Linked DNA regions of Mus musculus: region 1 is linked to region 2. A link is a contact called in public Hi-C data. All regions are on one chromosome and are shown on one strand. Each heading gives the region's core, a stretch centred on a gene start, on an enhancer-like site or on the middle of the called end of the contact. The rest is flanking DNA. Distances are from core to core; before and after follow the strand shown.

Region 1 (7,165 bases), core at 1,102-3,601, 310 kb before region 2:
AGACTAAGCTGCCTAGATGTCTACTGCAGGGCTAGTTTGACATCAAATGCTGCTGAGACAGAGAGAGGCTTGCACTATGTCTACTGGCTGGGCAAAGGCACCAGCCAGAAATTTAGACCTTGAGCAAACAACCCAGCTGAACCTTCTATTGTCTCACTTATTTCTGTCCCCTCTCAGCTGCTGTTCCTGGTACTCAACGTGATCCACCTCTGTTTCCAGCTCTGGGGGATGACAACCAAGGGCATCCTCAGCTACTGGAGAAAACCAAGACACTGGCTGGAGGTAACCTCTCCAATGTAGTCTTCATTATGGAGAACAATGACGCTAAAGTATTTCTATCTGAAAGGAAAAGTACTTTTATCGGGAAATCTTATAAATACTAACTCCTTCCAATGTCACTGTGGTTACTCCACTGTAGTGCAGAGGCAGAATAGCGTTTGAAATCAGGTTTCCCTGACAACTGGTGGTGGTGGTGGTGGTGGTGCGTGCGTGCGTGCGTGCGTGTGTATGTGTGTGTGTGTGTGTGTGTGTGTGTGTGTGTGTGTGTTCACATGTGTTTTGGTGCATAAATACAAGGAGGCCAGGGGACAACCCTGGGTGTTGTTTCTCAGAGAGTATTCATCGTTTTGTTTTGTAAGACATCTTCTCTCCCTGGTGTGGGAATCACTGAGTAGAATAGGCTAGCTGACTGGTGAGCCCAGGAAGTGACGTGCCTCAGTCTCCCCCACATGAAGATTACAGGCATGTGATTACCCTTTACCAAATGAGTCGTCTCCTCAACCACCAACTTCATGTTTGACAGTCAACTTGTCACCAGAGTGTCAGGGATGCTGAGGCTTCCCTTGGCCAACTGAAGGACCTTTCTTCTCGTCTTGCAGCTCTCTATGGTTGGAGTAGCAATAGCCTACTATGCAGCCTCTGGTCACCTCACTACTCTTGCTGTGAACATCACCGACCAGTTCCACAAAGGACTTTATCAGAGGCTTGTGGACATCGGCCTGATGGTGTCATGGCATCAGGTACATACAATAGGAGACTCAGGGCTACCCAGAAAGAGGCCACAGCTGTTATTGTTCTATGGCATCTGTCACACAAGGACAAGAGGGATCAAGGTGATGAATGTGTTCTGTAGAATTTTGCTGTATGCTCACAGACAGTGGTACTGAGAGTAGTGAGATTTGAAGACCATCCCACATGACCACTCGTTGGGCCTCCATGCCTGCTGTGTGAAGTAGAACTCATGGACTTACAGCAGCGTGAGGAAGCAGGTGTCAGCCAACATCAATTACAGTAAGGAGGCTGGCACTAACATGATGCATAGACACATCATGTGTCCTCTCTTTCTAGCTGGTGATGGTCTTAGACAGAGATGTTTCCAATAAGTGATCACCATGAGACTCAGGGAAAGAAACAGGGGTCATGAAAGGGAGAAATACCCTCTCTAAGACCCTGTATCTCTACCCCACAGATTCTCTAAGCTTCTTTTCTACATACCTTGAGATCTGTCAGTGACCCAGAGCCATTCCATACCTAGAGTACCCTTACACCCTGGGCAAGCTGCTCCTGGAACAACCCAAAAAGAAGGGGGACTTGTTCCCCTCTAACTACAGTGTTCCCAGCTCTACCTCCTCTCTTTAACTTCACTCTGCCTACTTGTATGAAGCACCCTGGACCCAGTTCTCCTTTCTGTTGTGTGGGGAGCCTTAGAGGGCACAAGGCTGGTGGTCTTCCTCTACCACAGCTCCACCCTTCCTTTCCTGGATAAGTGGTACCACTCTTGTTCCTGTCTCCTCAGAGGTCATATCAACTCCTACCCATCTTCTCCTCTGCCTTCCCACCCTCTATAATCTGGGCAAACCTTGGGGCAGAAACACAAGACTGTTCCTAACGTAACCACTGCAGCTGGGGAAACTAAAGGCCCAGAGAGTGGAAGGACCTTTCTGTAGCCAGAGTGGCCAAGCTATGGAGACATCAGAGACTCTTCAGTCTTGGGGGAAGATGTGCTTTGAGTGTTCTAAGCAGATTCTTCCTGAAAGACAAAAATAACTATCCTCTCCCCATTGTAGTTGTCACTAGAACTGTGACTTCATGAGTCAGCCCTGCCCCTCCCACCCCAGCCAAGGAACGGAGCACTTGCATAAGGGAAGCCCTGAGGCTATACTTCCTACTCAGGGGTGTTGAGCTCCATAGGCACCCATGAGTGGCAAGGCTAGGCACAAACCAGGTAGATATCTTCACATCATGAGCAGCTGGCACTCCCTTACTGAGCCGGGTCCTTGCCTCCATGGTACTGTGAAACACATTCATTGTGCACATTGTTGATCCATGCACAGAGAGCAGCAAAGGCCATCCTGTGTTGAGCACCAGGAGCAGAAGGATTCCAGACACTTCTACATCTTAGATTGTAATTTCCACAACTTGTAGGAATCTAGTGTGGCAATCACAAAAATCAAGACACGCATCCTTTTTTTCCTACAGAGGCAGGAGGCTGGGGCAATGGAAGGCTAGAAGTCATAGTAAGCCCATCTTCCAAGGCTCAGCAAAGCTGCCCCAAAGAACTAGAATTTAGTCTGTGTGGAGAGACATTATTCACAGCTGGGAGAACCTTGAGAGTAGCTTCCTGGGGCTCCATAGGCTTTGGTGTTTGAAGACTCGCTGTTTTTAGACAGACAGGATCAGAGCTCACACTGTTCCAAATGGCTTCTCTTTGTCTTGGGATGTTTTGTTCTCAGCCACCCTAGGGCCCTCTTACAAGGACTTTGCATCTACTGAGATGTGTGTGCTACACTATTACTTGGTTCTCTCTCATACACCAAAAGACCAGAAGCACTAGGAAGGAAGTTTACCAGTTTGTTCCCTACTGTTCCCCAGCATCAGCATGGGGCCTTACTGTCTCATCACTGGTAGGCGTTCTGGTCTACCTTTCCTGTGTGTCTATAGTCATCTGCATTTCTTTTCTGCCAGGGAGCTTCAGCTCACTGTCTACTCTGCCCTTCGACCACAGCTATACATTCTCTGGATTCTGATGCCATTAGAGCCTAGAGTTTCCTTGCCTGTGTTGAAAGCCCACTGGGCTGGCTTTCCTGAAACTCTCTATAGGATGCTCTTCTCACTGAGGTGGGCAGAGCAGCTCTTCTAGGCATGTAGTGAGGAGACATGGGAATCTGTCAGCACACTCTTAGTGAGCACTGGGTCTCTGAAATGGGTTCACCTTTCTTAGCCTTCCTTCTTCATAGTGTGCTATCTTTCTCATCATGTTTGCTGCTGCCAGAATCTTGCCTGGGATGACTTCCTCTTCCCTAGGGATTCTATTACAGCCAGGTACCAATTTCTGGGCCTTCACTTAGCTCTTGAGTAGAGCTGTCCTGGTAAAGCTTTGTCCTGCCTGACACTCTCTGGTCCTGCATCATTTGTCCCAACCACTAGAAAACCAATTATTCTTTTCACACACAGTGCCTGTGGTACAGCTCAAACTGGTCAAAGCTGGGTACCTCTAACACTCCATGAGGCTAAGTTTGGTATGCAAATTTCTATTTTCTGCTGAATATATTATTTTACATATATTGGTCTAAATAAAACACAAAGTAAATTTCCCTGCTTATTTTTGCCAACTAAATTGCAGCTATCATTAAATTTACAGTTCTGCCCAGAGCTCACATTGTATTTCGCCTTGCCAGTGCTGACTACAGTCTCAATCATCTCTGTTTTTCCCAAGCATAGCTTCATCTTGTTGTCTTGAAGTGACCACAGGTATGCCAAGCATATTTCACAGAGACATCTATCCATCAAGTAACATACTATCTAGTAAAACAGGTCATGGTGACCCATGTATACCACAAATGACCCCACTCATGCTCCAAGAGAGCGAGCATCACAGTCCACTCAGAAACAGCACTGGTAACAGCCTCTGACCTTATAGCCAGGTACCTGAGTAGTAAGCTGTGATGGCTGAGAGGCCTGTCACTGTCTTAGACCAGATGAGCTTGTAGCTGAAGCCTACAGCCTCAGCCTCAGCTCTTATTTAACTGTACAAGTGTAACAAGCTTTCTCAAGTTTGAAATACATGTTGTAAAATTTAAGGTGTTTTCTAGGATAAGAGAGAAGAAGAAGATATATGCATATCCCTCTAGGCACATGATATGTATCCTATAAATAAATATGATAATGAAAACAGTTAAGAAGGATTTCTGGTAGCCTACCAATCAGATATAGACAAGAAAGGAGTCCCTAGGGAGGTCATAGGTGTGCTCTCCAATGTCATGGTCACTTACCTCCTAAGAGTATAGAGAAAGAAGTATGGTCAGCTCAAATTGAGATGTGCTATAAATATAAAATACTTGTTGAATTTAATAAATTCAATCTGTAAACATCTCTACTTGCGCTGAATGCACATACTATTTTTTATATATGTTGGTCTAAATAAAATGCATAAATCTCCTTGCTTAATTTCACCTGTTAAGTCACCGCCACCAGAAAATGTAGTTCTACCTAGTCTCACATTGTATCTCCTCTCCAGGACTGGCTATGGTGTCAATCATGCCTGTTGTGTCCTCCCCCATCTTACTGATTCATAGGGACCACAGGTGTGCTAGCCTCTCACAACTTCCCCCCACGTCTCAGTTCTTACAGACACACTGAAACCTTGGTCCTTTGCTCTCTTGGTCACTTTCTAGCTTACTCAAGCACTTGGCGTTCACTTCTTTCTTTCTGCTGGGGAGAGGAGGTCAGGCCTCCTTAGAGAAAGCATTTCTCTCAGCATTAGTTGCCAGCTTCCGAGGGACCCCGGGGGTTGTGAGTACCTGTGTTGGACCTCAGCTCTGGAGTGTGCCCCTGGGCATTCTGCTATGCATCTTTCGTCCTGCCACTTTGTTTATCTGCGCCAGAGACTCCAGAGCTATAATGTGGGAGCCCTTCTAGTTATATCTTCAAGGAAAGCACTGCTAACGTCTGACAGAAAGAGTACAACCTGTCACTGCTGCCATGGCCCTGCCCTGACAGCACAATGTGCTGGGCCTCAGAGGGGAAACAGCCAGACCTGTTCTGCCTATCTCAACCAACCTGCCCTCCTGAAGACATCTTATGTATTCTGAAACCTGTTTCTGACTTGTTCTCCTCTGCAGACACTGTCACTTGGTGTCCCTGGGATACCTGTGGTCTGAACAATTCCTTAAACGAGCCCGTGTTTCAGCACGGCTCACAGGTGTGTGCCCGTGTCTCCGCCTCCTAAGATCATTGGCAGGATTCACTGAACTGCTGTGTTCTTCCCTCAGAGGGCGCGATGCCTCCAAGGAATCCTCTTGTTCCTCTGGATGTTGAAATATGTTCATCTTCTCAGCTCTCTAAGCACCATGACACCCTTCTCAGCAGTGACCTGTTTTCCTCTCTTCAGAGTCTTGGTAAGAATCTTGCCCCCTTCTCCAGTGCTTTTTCCTAGTCAACCAATACATTGGCTCACTCTGGTCAGGTAAGGGATGGCAAACTCCAAAGGGTCACACACCATTGCCAATTCTAGCCTCCGAATTGATTACAGTGGGGTTTAGATAAGGGATGTCAGTATAATAAATTACCTCTGTGACAGCAGCAGTAGCCATGGTTTACTAAACACTGGCTCTGTGTTTTGCTTTCTCACAGAATATTATAGTTATTTCCTGTGGTCATTACCACCTACAGATCTCTCTGTAAGTGCCAGGGATAGTGTGGAGGGCCTTTTGTATGTGAACATGCTCCATGATCACAACAGGCTGCGGTCAGGAATGGTGGTTTTATTAGAAGATGGAGCAAGGAGCTGTGAGAGGAGATGGGACTTGCCTTGGGACTGTAATTTTTAGGTGCCTTGATAGCCACATGCTGCTTCTATATCCACGTGTCACCCAAGTCTTTCACACAGACTTCTCCAGTCACGTGCTAGAATACATTTTGTATTATTTACCTCACTTGAGGAAACATACAGCATCTATAGAACACAGAAGTAAACGCCACTCAGGACAAAAGTGGCACCATGGGTATATGGTGCTGCATATATGCATGAGTTTGGGTATACCTGTTTGAATGCATGCTTGGGAATGCCTGATTTCCATCCAGAGATAGACCAAAAGTTTTTACTGGAGAGTGAAGGCCCAAATCAGGCACAGAGTATGGCTTAGGGCTCTGATGAGGTACCTGGCTGCTAGTCCTTCTAAGCATGCCCCAGTTGGAAAGGAGTTGGCTCTAGACCCATAGGCCTAGCACAGCACAGGTTCCCACCACTGCAGCAAATGGCACTGACATCAAATCTGAGAGAATCACTTGGTCAGTTGGCTACTGTGAGGAGACTCATGTTCTCGAGGCCCAAGGCTCACAGAGGCCCACAAGGGCCCGAGTACAAGTCTCCTGCTCCACAGAATATAGACCCCAGACCTTGCTGGGCCTGTACTTAGAGGAGCAGGTCAGCAAATGAGAGCAGAAAGAGTAGACCTCAGCATCTAAGCTACATGTCAACCCAGGCGGCTCCTACTCAACTCACAGATGCCACCAGAGGCCAGTTAATACACCTGCCAGCAAACTAATGGCTTATGTGTGTCTAGGAGGGTGGCTTACTGTTGTGTCCGGCCAGCAGACCACAACCTGGGTTCTAGCCTGGAAAGGCATTTTGGAAACCTGGAAGAGAAGAGGGGCTAGGTGGCGAGAGAAAAGAATGTAGCCAAGACAGTTACTCTGATCAAGGCTCAAATTTTATTGTTGCGACACTAGTTATGAAGGAAGGGGGAGGGGACCCGATTTCCGCCGAATAATCTCTGGTCCAGTAGAAAGGTGCACGTGTGTGGCTCCGCAGGTTCCAGCAGTGGGCGTGGCAGAACGAATGAGCAGGAAGCTCCACCCCTGAGCAAGCAGGTTTCAGGCTAGGGGAGGGGAGACTACATCTCCTCCCTTTTATTAACAAAATTTAAAAAAGAAAAAGCTGGCCTGAGGGGGGAAAAATTATCTATGCTCAATAGTTCTGCCTGGAATCTAGGGCTAAAGAAAAAACTTGCTTTCATGGGATTCCTTAACTTTTCTTATGGTAAACTGTATAAGGCTAAGACTGTCCTTTCTTATCTTAGTGAACAACTAACTGAAAAGCCTGGAGCTGTAGGCTCTGACTTTATAATGCTAATTAGTACTTGGTAGGTAACTTTCTAGTTGAATT
Region 2 (7,446 bases), core at 430-2,929:
TTTATTCCACTCGAGCAGCCCCTGTTCGGTTATGAACCCATGAACTATTATTTTTCCACTGAGCAGTTTCCAAAATGGCAACATTCCTAAGACCTGCACAGAAGCTGAGGTGCAAACAAGATGCAACTCCCACAAATGCAAGGACTCAGCAGGCAGGTGTGGCCGCCAGGGCTCACTACTTATAGAAGGGATAGCTTCTAGTGATACTGGGAAGTGTGAAGGAGAAAGAGGGAAAACATCTCATTTTAAAGTGCTTCCAGCTCAGCAGGGTTCAAGTTTGCATTCCAGTTCACTGCTCTGCCCTTGAGATTAGGGCTGCCTTCTTTCTGCCTCTTTTCTTGCCAGCTTGCCTGGTGCCTGCATTAGAAGACACAAACCAAATAATTATTGAGTGGTCTAGCAACTGGGATAAATAAACCTCAGGAAACATGGGAGAGACCAGGAGAAGGTGACGATTGCATTCATGGGCTGTGCATCCCACTGTTTTCTGAATGCCTGTGGGCAGGGCTGCTGTTCTGCAGGTTATGTTAGGACCAAAGTGCAGAAATTATTTCAAAGTAAAGATCACAGTTAAGTCTATTGAGGATGAGGGAGAAATTTAGGACTTGTGGCTGTCTCAACATTTTAAGCAACCATGGAAAAAGAAGGCATCACCAGGACCTTCCAAAGAGGACTGGATCTAGAGCCTACCTATAACCTGCAGATGCTCAAGGCCCTTACATAAAATGGCCTGGAATTTGTGTAGAGCTGATGTGTATTCTTTTGTGTTGTGTACCCTGTGCGTTTTCAAATTTTTATTAGTGTATAAAATAATAGATTTCATTATAACATTTGATAGATGTGTATTATGCATTATTCTTATATTTATACCTCTTATCCTCTTCCCACTGGTCCTCTTTCTTCCCCCAGACAGTTGTGTGTGTGTACACATACGTGAAATCTAGGTTCACATATGAGAGAAGACATATTACCATGATGGTCTTCAGTTCATCCACTTTCCTTTCTTCTTTGCAGCTGACTGTCCATCCACTCTAAACCTTCTAGGTTCCATATAACACTGAACACAGCGTATACGGAATGCCTAGCTGTTACACTGAACACTGAGCGCCTAGCTGTTACACTGCCCCAGTTGTACTGCATAGGGAATCATTAGGGACACATGGGGTAGCAACCCCAGATAGAACCTGCACGTCTCAGGTAAAGATCGGGGTTCTTATCCTCCAGGACATAAGAATAAGGACAGTCCCCCAAACCACACCCTCTGCCGTGCAGTGGTCAAGATGTGTCTTGACAAGTGGTATTCTTGAGGGAAAGCAGGGTCAGCCTGTGCCCTGAAATCCTGGAGCTCCCTCCCCTTTCCCACTATTTTCTGAGCATATAATCTTCAGTCACGACTTGGGTGCAGCTTTCTGATCCCCCACCTCTCAGTACCACCCACTTACCTAGTTCTTTCCATCTTCAAGGTAGCTCAAACAATTAATGGAGGTCAGAGGTCAACCTTGGGTGTCATTCCTCAGGTGCCATCCACCTTGGTTATTTGGAGAAGGACCTCTCACTGACCTGCAGCCTAAGTATAGAGTCCCAGGGATCCCCCTGTCTCTGTCTCCCTATCTCAGGGACTACTCATGCATGAGGCCTGAACCCACAGAAAAGCCATTCATGGTAGCCTGAACCATGTCCATCTCTCAGGCCACAGGGCATATTCTCTAGTTGTATATAGTTCTAATCTCCTTTATCCTAAATGCCTCTAACCTGTGTGAGTGTGAGTGTGAGTGTGTGTGTGTGTGTGTGTGTGTGTGTGTGTGTGTGTGTGTGTGTGTGTGTGTGTGTGTGTGTTTGTGTGTGTATACCTGGTTGAAACCTTGGACTTAGAACCTGTGTAGACGTTCTTACTGTGGGTTCTCTTTGCGTGGGTCCACTGTGAGCTGAGCACCCCCTAGTGGGCGGCTGGGAAGATGACAGTCATTAAGAGTAAGTTTCAATGAGGAAGACTGAGACCTGGTCCTTGAGTGACTCTGTCACAGCTTCCTCATGAGCAAGCTTGTGTAGAAGCACACTTCTGCTGTTACTAGCTGTTGCTGTACAATGGAAGGCGTACTGCTTTTTCTTTTTGTTTTTATTTTATTTAGTTATTTATTTTTTAGGGAGGGTCTTGTGTAGCCTGAGATAATCTTAAACCTGTGATTTTTCTGCCTCTGTTTCTGTAGTGCTGGGATCACAGGTATGTTACCATGCCTGGGAGTGGGGACAGGGGACACCAAACCAAAAAACACTTGGGATAGCAATCCCAGAGAGTCAACCGACATCATGAAAGCCTCCCACCTGTAGTATTGTTAGGAGCTGGTGGCCTCTGGGCAGGGAGAAGTCTCAGATCCCTGAAGAGTGTCTCATAAAGAGAGTGGGAGTCAGTTGGGCGGTGGTGGTGCACAACTTTAATCCCAGCACTTGGGAGGCAGAGGCAGAGGCAGGCGGATTTCTGAGTTCGAGGCCAGCCTGGTCTACAGAGTGAGTTTCAGGACAGCCAGGGCTACACAGAGAAACCCTGTCTCAACCCCCCCCCCCAAAAAAAAAGAAAACCAAAACAAAACAGAGAGTGGGAGTCACAAATCTTCAGGTTGCAGAGCCACATAGGATTTGCCATGTCTGAGGAAATGTTGGATGTGCATCGGAGAAGGAAGTGACCATTACCAACACAGAGCCCTTGAACTTCCAAGTCCCTCTGTGTGAAGGTCTGTCTTATTTGAGGGAGTCATGGAAGAGCCACCCACAGCAGGTCTGGATTACCACAGAGTCCCTTCACAGGAAAGATAAGGACATACATTTCCTAGTGTCCAGGATTGCCCAGAGCTGGGAAGAGGGCAGAGCTATCTTAAGTAGGGTCTTCGGTATTCTACCCAGGCCTTGTGTGTAAGTCCATTACCTTTGCTCAAGGCCACCCACCCAAGGGGACTGATGAGCTCTGCTGTGTACAGAGCGCAGCTGACGGGTCACAAGCTGGTTCTCCCATCCTGCACTTCTCTATAGGAGGCTCGGAACCTTTGCAGTCAGAGTAAACTCCTGGGGCTGGACACCCATGGCCTGCTTACCTGAGTTTCTGGGGAAGGACACCAGGCTTCTGTCACTTGGGAAGTTTTGCCTTCATTGTAACAATGTAGCAATGTGCCACTGGAACTGTGGGATGCTGTCACCACCTGTCTGTCACTGTGGGTTTTCCCTACAGTGAAGGGAATGCTTGTGGATTATATTAAAGCTTTCCATAAGGGTGTTTCTAAGTTGGGAAAGCACTAAAAGTTTTCTGTTTGGTTTATTTTGCCTCCAACTCAGCTGTTTAACCATGATCTCGGTCTGCATTCCAGTGGGCATTTGAAGTGTTTTTGTTCTAAGGTAGAGCCCATGACTGACTGTGTTCATCCAGGGGCTTGGTGAATGTCACTTCCTGCTTCCTGCTCGCTGCATGGACCATTAGTTTGATAGCAGGTCATTTCTTCCTTCTTGCAATGAGTGTAGTACTTTGTTGGAGAAAGGCAAGAAAGCAGACAGATCCCAAGAGACATCTTGAAGGCTCTGGTGAGGATTGGGCCTTAGGGCATTGGCTACCTCAGGGCTTCCATGGGAGCAGGATACAGTTATGCCAGGGAGGGCAGAGGAAGGAATGCTGGAGGCCAGGGGACCATCAGGCCGTGGCAAGGGTACAGCTCATACTCCGGTCATTGCTTTATGAGGGACCTTTGATCATACACAGCGTAGAAACCTCACTCTTGACTGACATGTATGTGGAGGGCTGTGACAGTCAGCTTGGACAATTGAAGTCAGTGCCAGAGTCCATATGGCAAAATTCACATCTTCAGTATATATGAGTGGCCATGGGTGAACCTCAGCTGAGATGAGAGTGCTTTGGAGATGTGTGTGTGGTGTGTGGTGTGTGGTGTGTGGTTTGTGTGTGGTGTGTGTGTGTGTGTGTGTGTGTGTGTGTGTGTGTGTGAGAGCAGGAGGTTAGGGGCCATTGATACCAGCTGCTCGTCATGGCTCATGTGTGTGGAATGAGCAGCTGGCATGCCCCATGTCACTCTGTTTGCCATGCTGGCCTTGCTGGTGATGGGCTTGGGAACAGGTGAGGAGACCTCCAAGGTGTGAGCATCCATGTGTGAAAGAGATCCCAGCACTCAGGAGGCAGAGGCAGGCGGATTTCTGAGTTCGAGGCCAGCCTGGTCTACAAAGTGAGTTCCAGGACAGCCAGAGCTATACAGAGAAACCCTGTCTTCGAAAAACCAACCAACCAACCAACCAAACAAACAAAAAATGACGATGACGTCAGCAGTTCTCAGAGCTGTGGGCGGAGCCTCAGTGAAGCAGTGACTCCCCATGACAAGCATAGGATGATAATTAATTGTTCCTTGTATACAGTGGGACAAGGTGTCCCCAGGATCTCCAGATGCAGTTCCCATTCTGTACTGCCTGCCGCTAGACTCAGCAGCTGTGAATTGGCTGTGGAGTCTTAGCCGCTGTCTCCTGCAGGTACGTGCAGTTTCTCAGCGGGCTACTGTCTGGAGCCATGAAGATGAACACCTCACCTCTGTTCCTACACTTCGTCATCATGCATGGTGTCCCCAGCTTTGACACTGGAGGAGGTGAGAGACTTCCCCAGCCTAGACTAGAGAGAGCCCTCAACAAGCAGCCCTTTCCTCCTGGGATACCTAGGTTCTGTTGCTATGGTTACAGTGTGTCAGCAGAGCTCCAGCTTGGGGATTACAAAGAGCCTTGTAGCCAGTACATGAGCTCCTGCTAGGCCAGGGTCACCCTGAATCAGCAGCTCTGTAGAGGTTCAGCTGTGTGCTTCTTCTCAAGGTTTCCACAGCTTTGAGAGAATCCAGCGCAGTAGACCATCCCCTAACGCACCATCCTTCCTTCTTCCTCTGTGACATATTCCCTGACTCCCTGTTCCATGTAGGCACTCCCAGCATATGGCCAGAGACCTTGCCCCCTGTCCCCTGCAGGTGCTCACAGCTCGTGTCTGGGACAGAGCCTGTCTCTTGCTCCCTGGCTGCACCCATGCAGGTGTTCAATCATCAGTTGATTGTAGCTGTAGCTTCTAGTCCCCCTGATCACCAGGAGTAAGGTGAACTTACAGAACTACAGGTTGTCTTTAACTCCCTGCCCCCATGGCCTTCTGGTTGGAGGCCCAACCATGTTCCTTTGTTGGTGGAACATCTGTGCATGTGTTCACGATCCTGTCTTTCCTTGGCCTGTGCCTCTCTTTCAGCTTGCCGGCCCTTTCTGAAGCTCTACCAAGCTATGCAGCCTGTGTACACATCTGGAATCTAGTAAGTGCCTGGCGTGTGCTGGGTTTTTCGGGTGACTTGGGGAAGGATTGTGAAATGGGTTCTCTCCCACAAGAAGTAGAGCAGGGAGGGCCAGCCATGCTAAGGTCCCTAAGCTGCTGTTCTGAGAGGTGCATGGTCCCTGCATCTCTAGTTGGCTCCAATGGGTGCTGAACAGTGGAGCCGCTGGGGCAGAGGGGCACCATTACTGTTTGGAAGCTGGTCTACTGGAAAGTGCTAGAACAAAGTCACCCATGGTTTTTACATTCCCCTTAGTGTTTCAGGTATCCGCAGAATTTGTATGGCTTCCTAAGTTTGGTTTGCAGTCATGTAGATAGCACTTTGATTACAGCGACAGGAAATGAGAAAGATGATAGATATCCTGGCACCCAGAAAGACTCATTATTTTTTTTTCTGGGCTCAAATTCTCCCCCTGGCCCCATGCTTTCTTTCATGCAAGGATGACACTGTAGACATTGTATCCTCCAATTTTCACAGAAGCAGAGTCTGTCCCCAACTTGGTTCCTCTCCTGGCTGAGGCAACCCTAACATGACTTTTCCAATCTGGGGCTATGACGATGCTAGAATAATTCACCCCAGCTCAGAGCTTTCTCAAACCTTTTGACTGATTTCCACAAGGTACAGCCTCTGAATTCTGGGCTATTTGTGTAAAATCTAGTCATTTTCTCAGCTTGGACTGTGTGGTCATGAAACTGTGGAACTAACTGTATAACGAGCTATTTTCTTGTTCATCTGAAGCAATGTCGGCTCTGAAAACCCCAGCAGGATCCGCATCGCCATTGAGCCGGCCCAGCTGCTGAAGGGTGACATCATGGTGAGTACCCACAGGCTATGACCATTGTGTCAGCCACCCAGGATAGTGACCTGGAAGGCAAATTGATTTTGCCTTAGAACAAAGCCACCCGGTTTACAACCTCCTTCTCAAAGAAGGGGAAGTAACCAACAGGAGAATGGAGAAGAACGTGACCCTCAGGACTGTAATCTGTGAGTAAAAGTATTTTAATTACAGTGACAGATCTTTGTCCTTGATCATCTTTTATAACAGAGCTCCTGGGTCTATGCAGAACAAAGTCCCTACTCAGCCCCAGCCCTCTGAGCATCCCGTTCCCTGACCTCCTTTGTGATCCCAGGTCTCCAGAGTATAGCATAGAGAGCCAGACTCCAGTGTATGACTGGTGTTGTTACAGTGTGGTTATAATGATGAACACAGTGATTTCTCCAGATAATTTTGTTCTTGGAAGAGATTAAACATTACTTTTTCCACCTCCTGTCTTGACTACAAAAGAATCTATATGTGTAAAGTAATTTTCAGAAAGGTTTTGTTCGAAAGCCTGCGAGGCATGTGCACAGCTTCTGACATGTGGAGAACAATTTAGATATGATCTGTTCCTGGTCTTGGCAGACCTACTTTGTTGAGATGATGGGTGATTTAGGAATTTGTGTTGCATTTTATTGTACATAGCTCACGCAGAGTGGGCACCTCCCTGTTTTCAAGGACAGATAGACTGACACTCAGACCTCGTTATGAGTGGTGGGAGGTTGGGGAAAGCCTAGATGAGCAAGCTGACTGGAGATTGGGTGTGTAGCTCCCATCTCCTCACTCTCTGGAAAACCAATGCTAAGCCTCCATCTGAGCTTTCTGTTCCTGGGCTGGTGGCTTCCGAGTCTTCTACGGCTGGAGAATAGGGACAGTCCAGAAGCTCAGTCCCCTGGGAGGTGACTCGTCTCTTCTCCAGCTGCCTTCCTCCCTCTGTCTTCTCATCTCCTCTTGTCTTTCCTTACATACCTTCCTTCTTCTCCATTTTTTCCTTCCCCCTCTCCGTTCCCCTCTCTTTTTGCCCCTCTCAAATTTTAAGTTTTTACTCAGGTGTCTTGAGCTTCATTTTGTTGTTGCATTTTTTGTCATTGGTTTTGGAGTTTCCAGTCTTAGCACTGGACACAGGAAGGAAAGAGGGAGAGAGTGGTTTCTTTGTCTTGGAGATGCCTCCTGGCAACATAGTTTCTATTGGAGAAGAGAAGCTGACGATGCTGCATAGGCCAAAGGAGCCATACCTGTGTGGCTCAGGAAGGCCACGGTGGCGTGGCTTCACACTTCCTGGTGGGACCT

Evidence for each region. Hi-C and Micro-C count contacts between places; a contact is called where the count stands out from the background.
Region 1: a Hi-C map of bone marrow-derived macrophages shows a contact between it and region 2, with 50 read pairs. The contact joins two enhancer-like sites. A contact is called at or near these places in 7 of 39 promoter capture datasets (the C10 cell line, embryonic stem cells, hippocampal neurons and 3 more), 4 of 15 datasets of contacts at CTCF or cohesin (the NIH/3T3 cell line, embryonic stem cells, large pre-B cells and 1 more), 133 of 484 Hi-C or Micro-C datasets (the 3T3-L1 cell line, 3T3-L1-derived adipocytes, the AML12 cell line and 79 more), 17 of 115 datasets of contacts at active chromatin or transcription factors (CD4 single positive thymocytes, the HPC-7 cell line, the NIH/3T3 cell line and 10 more) and 4 of 9 other capture datasets (adipose tissue, embryonic stem cells, liver and 1 more).

What each region holds. Positions count from the first base shown.
Region 1 is chr11:8,842,772-8,849,936 of GRCm38.p6, reverse strand. It overlaps Pkd1l1 (polycystic kidney disease protein 1-like 1), which reads left to right. Exons shown (of 52, transcript XM_017314870.1): 46 at 178-282; 47 at 879-1,019; 48 at 5,271-5,396. Among named protein-coding and RNA genes, the nearest start is that of Gm36772, 47 kb to the right of the region's middle. Within about 2 kb of position 2,351, at least 36 of the 459 cell types and tissues checked have an H3K27ac peak or open chromatin away from gene starts, as enhancers often do. A contact at or near this core is called in bone marrow-derived macrophages, where this site is marked.
Region 2 is chr11:8,529,579-8,537,024 of GRCm38.p6, reverse strand. Tns3 (tensin 3) reads left to right here. Exons shown (of 31, transcript NM_001083587.1): 11 at 4,516-4,628; 12 at 5,261-5,321; 13 at 6,078-6,153. Among named protein-coding and RNA genes, the nearest start is that of Tns3, 130 kb to the left of the region's middle. Within about 2 kb of position 1,679, at least 7 of the 459 cell types and tissues checked have an H3K27ac peak or open chromatin away from gene starts, as enhancers often do. A contact at or near this core is called in bone marrow-derived macrophages, where this site is marked.